Regions from separate parts of the Mus musculus genome. Here region 2 is linked to region 1. A link is a contact called in public capture Hi-C data. All regions are on one chromosome and are shown on one strand. The core of a region is the stretch at or near the end of the contact, and the rest is flanking DNA. Distances in the headings are between cores, read along the strand shown.

Evidence for each region. Capture Hi-C pulls out chosen DNA fragments and counts their contacts.
Region 2: a capture Hi-C map of embryonic stem cells shows a contact between it and region 1, with 2.6 times the contacts expected there. The contact joins two enhancer-like sites.

Annotation. Positions count from the first base shown.
Region 1 is chr12:109,528,232-109,531,478 of GRCm38.p6, forward strand. All of the region lies in intron 2 of Gm34081 (a long non-coding RNA gene), which reads right to left. Among named protein-coding and RNA genes, the nearest start is that of Gm34081, 10 kb to the right of the region's middle. Within about 2 kb of position 1,445, at least 29 of the 459 cell types and tissues checked have an H3K27ac peak or open chromatin away from gene starts, as enhancers often do. A contact at or near this core is called in embryonic stem cells, where this site is marked.
Region 2 is chr12:110,348,761-110,352,007 of GRCm38.p6, forward strand. No RefSeq gene overlaps it. Among named protein-coding and RNA genes, the nearest start is that of Gm40577, 68 kb to the right of the region's middle. Within about 2 kb of position 1,566, at least 6 of the 459 cell types and tissues checked have an H3K27ac peak or open chromatin away from gene starts, as enhancers often do. A contact at or near this core is called in embryonic stem cells, where this site is marked.

The DNA of each region.
Region 1 (3,247 bases), core at 195-2,694:
GCTTACTGTACACAATGCTGCCGTTCGCTATGAACTACCGCTACGGTTCATAGTGGACAGTCAGTGCCGCAGATCGCTATGGACTGGTGCCAAGGTTCGCCATGGACTAGTGCCGCGGACCTCCGTGAACTAGCGAGGAGGTTCGCCGTGTACTAATGCCGCTTCGCGTACCGCTGTGTACGCGTGCCGCGAACCGCCGTGGAATTGTGCCGCGGTTCGCCGTGGAGTAGCGCTGCAGCCGCTATGCTATGCTGTTTCTTTCTTTTCCTTAACTCCTGGAGTGAGGGAAGGGCTGCATTATTTTGTCAATGGAGAATGCCTTGAGCACAGGGGATGGCTAAAACATTCTCACAGATTGGGAATGGGATCACGCGAGTAAGAGGCTGTCCTCTCCGGTGCTGTGACCATACAGACTGTAGTTTAGCTTTGGAATTCCTGATGGAATCTGGTACTTGCAGAGTTTCCCCCCCCCCCCCCCCAGGACCTCCAATAGCATGGAGCTCAGGTTAGCTGGGAAATAAAGAGAACTTTCACATCTCAAATTCTAAATGGCAGTTTGTGAGCTGACTTCCTTCAGCCACAGTTCCCAGGCAGCCCTTGGCTGGAGGCATTGCGATCCTGCATGCACTTACAACACCGGTCTCGGAGTTCTTGTCTCCCTGCTGTAGCCTTGCTAGACTGTGGACTATATAGCAATCTCTAATCTTAGAGGCCTTAGGTCTCAGAAATTTTTTCTTTGAACAGTGTCTTCCCCCACTGCCTTTCTGAGCATCTCTCACAGGGTCAAGAGTAAGAATAATATCAATGCCTCCTCCCCAGGTTGCCCTTAGTAAATTCCAATCTTCAAACACCTCCTGGAAGCCTGCGGGAGACACCCTGTTTCTTTAAGAAAAAGAAGACCGAGAAACTCTGGGAATCCTAGAGGAGTCTCATCCCTTCTTATTGTTTTGCAAATAACCAGAGCCCTGTGGTTAACTAAGCTGCCCCCAAAACAGGCCCAGTGGATTCTGGGAAAGAGCCGTCCTGCCAACTCGTCTCTGCTCAGTTCTGGGATTCAAGGAATGGAGTTTGGGGTTTGAAATCTGGCACTCCGTTTCAGGATATTAGTTATGGAAGACAAAGAGCAAGCCTGTGCCTTAGGGCTTCCAAGCTGCCCACAGTGAAGTGTGGATGTTCGTGGTTTACCAGTTCCTCTTGGTTTACCAGTTCCTCGTGGGATGGTGTCTGCTGCAGTGTGCCAGTTTTTTCGTGGTACACAGAGATGCTTTTGTTGACCACAACCCTTGGCATCCTGGCTCACCGTTGTCTAGAAACACTTTTCTGACCAAGGCTCACCAAGTTTTTCAGTTCTCTGGGTCTCAGAGAATCTCAGGCCTGCTGCTCATTGTTAGCCAGGTGACAAACCCTAGAATACTGAATCCTCTTGAATATATGCTAAGAAGCTGTGGTGGGATTGCTTCAGGCTTTCATTCTGATGCAAGTGGCCCTACTCCTGAGCCCCGGGATTCCTGACTCCCCTGAGAGCCCGGCTGCAACCTGAACTCATCAAGGGTAGTTGGGTGGACCTGGCCCCATGAATGAAGACACTAGCTGGTATTGTATAAAACCCCGAGGGCAGAAAACGCAGGTCCTAACACGGCACTGAGGCACAATTCAGAAAACAAAAACAATTCCCACTTGATTTACGGAAACCTCTGATCAGCAGGCTGGGTTAGGGTGACCATTTTGACTTTTCCCTAAACCAGGGCAGAAAGCTACACTGGGGTTGGAGAAACCCCTAAGCTGTAGAAATCAGAAGGCTCTAAACCCAAAGCCTGAATCTACTTGTTTTGCAAATATCTCTCACCTGACTAAGGGTTCAGTTCCTACAGCTCCTAGAGTTGACTTCCTGTGGTCATCTTTACGGCCTGGAAACTAACGTAGTAGGTTTTGGGGTTACAGGGAAGTTTGATGACTATAGTTTCACTCCCAAGACTAGTAATTCCCCACCCCCACCCCCCAGTAGCTTGTAAGCCATGGTACTGTTCTGGGCTCAAGGCTCCAACGCTCAGGACCATGAGTCGGTGTGAAGTAACTTCTTTTGCTAAGTTGGGGTTTGCCAGTCACTCACATGCCATTTACTGCAGCCTGTCAGCTGCCTATGGTTGCCAATTACCCGTGGTCGGCTCGAGGTTGTCAATTACCTGAGGTCTGCCAGTTGTCGGCGGTTTGCCGCAACCTAATTCCGTGGTGTTGTAACTAGCCACAGTGGAGAGTATGTCCCCTTAGCTTTCCAGTCCTAATCTGTCCCAGTGCAGCTTTTTGTGACCGTTGCCCGTGATTCACCACAATTCGTTCTGGTTTGTGATTACACCGCTCTTTGTTCTCAGACAACAGGTTATCTACTACCATCCACCACTTTGTGGTCATCTTTATTTAGAGAAAGCTTCACTGTTGCTCGCCAGGGGTCTTCACCTCGCCCCCCCCCCCCCTCCAGAGGCCAGAGGCCTCCACACCCCTCCCCCCACAAAAACCTCCCTTTCATGAGAAATGGCAAATTGATGACCGGTTAACCCTCCCCCAAGGTTCTTGGTTCCTAGTGAATGGGCTGATCCTAAGCCCAGGAAATCCCTGCTGGCGGCCAGTGGTGGGGGATGGGTCAGCCTTTGGTGGGGGGATGGGGCAGTCAGAACAAGGAAGCCTCAGCTTCCTTTCCTGTTTAGGCAGACCTGAGGTCTTGGCTGTGCAAACAGAGAGGGGGGGCAGGTACTTGGGTTCTTAGTACTGCTTAGAGGTACTACGCTAGGCTACATACCATCCTGAAAACCGCAAACTATCTTTATCTCTCTGCACATACATGTAGGCTTGTATGTACACACACACACACACACACACACACACACTGGATTCACAGTTGCTTTCAAGTCCCATGTCATCCTAAGCCTCACAGTTGAACCTCTACTGACCCAGCTCTAGCCCAGGAGAAACCACTATAGCGTTGGTTGCCGTATCGTATTGAGACCACAACCTGGCTTTTTGAGGGTCCCAAGGAGGCAAGAATCACCTTACAGGTTGCCCTTGCAGATACATCTGTTGAGCTTAGTGAGTTCCAAGACTTGATACCAGCCTCCAGCTCTGGGTGATCCACCATATGGCCAGCTAGGCCTTTCCCCTGGGATTCTCCAAGGGAGGCTACTAACTTTAGAAGGAAATGGGGGCTGGAAGCAATCTGGAATAGGTTGAACCTCACAGTGTGACACCCTGCCTT
Region 2 (3,247 bases), core at 316-2,815, 820 kb after region 1:
GGAGCACTCTAAGCTCAGGATGATCCACTCCACTGTTACTGCTGCTGTTCTTGGTGATCATCCCATGGTACTGGCATCTCCCATACACTGGGGTCTTCTGCTGCAAAGAGGCTTCACCTATAGGCTCTCACAGGCTCTCCTCATGGTGCCAAGCCTTAAATCCTTTGCATGACCCCTTCAGTCCTGGGCTATCAACTGCAACTGAGGCTTCACCTTCACCAATGGCCTTCCATGGCCTCTCACAGTGCCAAGCCTCAGCTGTTCTTCATGATATCTTCATGAATCTTACACATTACCAAGTACAGCTATTGTAGGAGGCTATCTCTAGAATACAGCTTCTTTGTGCTCTCAGAAAACACTTGCCAGATTTCACCTCAGTGATGCTGGTCTCTCCTTAATCACTGCTAATTTCTTAGCTCCAACTACCCAGTATCAATCATCCCAGTAGTCCATTCTATTAGTCATTCTAAAGCCAGAACCACATGGCCAAAGCTGCCATGTTCTGCTGCTTGCTGGGGTCTGAACATGGCCCCCTTGTTCTATTACATTATCACCAACTTTCTGTTTTCCAACTCCTTCACTGCCTAAGCTTGGCTGTCCTGGAACTTGCTCTGTAGACTGACTTTGAACTCAAGAGATCTGCATGCCTGTCTCCTAAACACTGGGATTAAAGGTGTGGTCCACCAAGCCTGAGTTTAAATTGTTCTTCACTTAGAACATGCTCTAGGCTGGCCTTGAACTAAGAGATCTGCTTGTCTTTGCCTCCTGGGATTAGAAATGTGTACTGCCAGGCCTGGAACTAAATTTAACTGGGTAGGATCTTGCCACAAAGTTCCACTCCCTTAATTTGTTATCCCCTTGAACACAGGACTCAGCTCCATTTCACTTCCTGGTGCCCCTTTAATACTCAAACCATATATTTTATATTTTCCCTTTCTCAGCCTGCTATGCTTGTTTAAAATGCTTTCATGAGACTTAACCAGAGAACAAAGTCTATGGTGGGTGTTTCAGAGACTTCCTTTGTCATTGCAATTAATCTGAGTCGGTTCACCTTAGCCTCAGGCAAACTCTTCAAACAAGGGCAAGAAAGTAGCCAAGTTACCACAAAAAAACAGTCTGCAGGCCACATATTTAAATTCTTCATTGAAACCTCTTGGGCCAGGTCCACCCAATTCAAATCACTCTCAGTAACAAAGTCTTCCATATTCCTACTAGGATAGCCCATTAAGTCCCATTTACAGCATTCCACTGCTTTCCAAATCCAAAGTCCCCAAATCCACATCTTTCAAACAAAAGCATGGTCAGGCGTATCACAGCAATACCCCAGTCCCTGGTCCCAACTTCTGTCTTAGTTACAGACAGAAGTGACAGACACCATGACCAAGGCAACTCTTGTTAAAGGACAACATTTAATTGGAACTGACTTACAGGTTCAGAGGGTCAGTCCAGTATTATCAAGGTGGGAGCATGGCAGCATTCAGGCAGGCAGAGCTGGGAGTTCTATACCTTCATCTGAAGGCTGCTAGTGGAAGACTGACTTCCAGGCAGCTAGGGTGGGGGAAGGTCTTACCTACTCCAACTAGGCCACACCTCCTAATAGTACCACCCGCTGGACTGAGCATTATGCAAACTATCACAGGTGCGGATTTTACAATTTGTTTTTCTAGATCTGTGAATAATATCGACCAAGTTTTGGTAGACATTGCAGTGAATCCTCAGTCATGTAGCCATCTTAAGGTGTGGGGATGCAGGAGCAGCAGAACAGTTGCCTAGCAAACGTAAGGCTCTGAGCTTCACTGTCAGCAAGTATTCATTCACACATGCATGTGCAGGAAAATTCCTGAAAAGAATTGCACCTTCCAGCCGGGCGTGGTGGCGCACGCCTTTAATCCCAGCACTTGGGAGGCAGAGGCAGGAAGATTTCTGAGTTCGAGGCCAGCTTGGTCTACAAAGTGAGTGCCAGGACAACCAGGGCTACACAGAGAAACCCTGTCTCAAAAAAAAAAAAAAAAAGAATTGCACCTTCCAGGGAACTGTGTGCTGATTAACTGATCATGTATTATATAGAATCAGTTATAATTCAGTGATTATAACCTCAGTACTATGGAGATGTTGGAATGGTGCAAGTCCAGAGCCAAATCTTTAGTTCCTTTAACAGCCACTTTTTGTCTTCTTCTGTACATGACCTAACATCTTTGTGAGTGTTAGGTAAATACACGGGAATATAAGAACAGACTCCCCCAACCCCATTGCCAACCAAAGGAAGGGGTAAGAAAACTTCAGATAACCCCCGAGGCCTGGAAGAGCTACTCCTGCTTTGCTATTAACTTGACCAACTGATGCTTCCTCCAAGCACCTTGACTCATGACTTGCAATGCTCTCTTACTGTAAAAGCTTTATAAAACCGCTTTCACACAGGAACATGGAATCTGGGGGAAACTAAATTTGTGTCCAGAGGTGAGAATAGGTGTTTATTATAGTTCTGGTGCCCACATGTGGTGTCCCCAGAATCCACTTTTCGTAGAATAAGTCACTGAGATGGGCGGGACACACTGGAACATGAACTCCTGCAGACCCTGTGCAGAGGTTATCTGCTTGGATGGATCTGGGTGAGTCCTTTCTTGTCCTCCATGGGGCCCTTTGGCATTTATTCTGAGCTGCTTGTTAGACTCCGGTTTGGTAGATGCCTCCTTGAGGTTTGCCTTCTAAGCATTTGATCTAAGGCATCTTTCTTGTTTGCTTAGAGATCATTTTGGTCTCTGACACTCAGATTGCTGGGGGGTTGTTTTGGGTTTTGGTTTTGTTTGTTTGCTTGCTTGCGTTCAGACCTCGGCTGGCATCTGCTCGGCCACAGTGGCAAGTTGGCTCCCTTGTTCCTCCAGTCAGGCCTCCTGTGTCTAATTTAAAGGAGACAGCGTCTGGAGAAAAACAAATAGATATTTAGTACTGCCGCTGGTTTTATGTTTAGTGTGTTAATTCAATTTGCAAGTGTTTAAAAAATGGGAATCTCCTACTAAAGATAGGTTGACTTTAGCTTCCCTCAACGGGCAACATTTATTATCTCCAAATTGGTTTATTTTGCATGCTTAACTAAGAGTCCTAGGCAATAAAAATTCTTAAACCACAAAGAAGCAGCGTGCTTTAATTGGGATTTTAAATTATCTAAAAAAGAAATGATAAAACAGGCCCTTTATGAAAAACAGTAAGAACTCTAAAGAGTACATGTGAGCTAAGAGGACTATTGCAA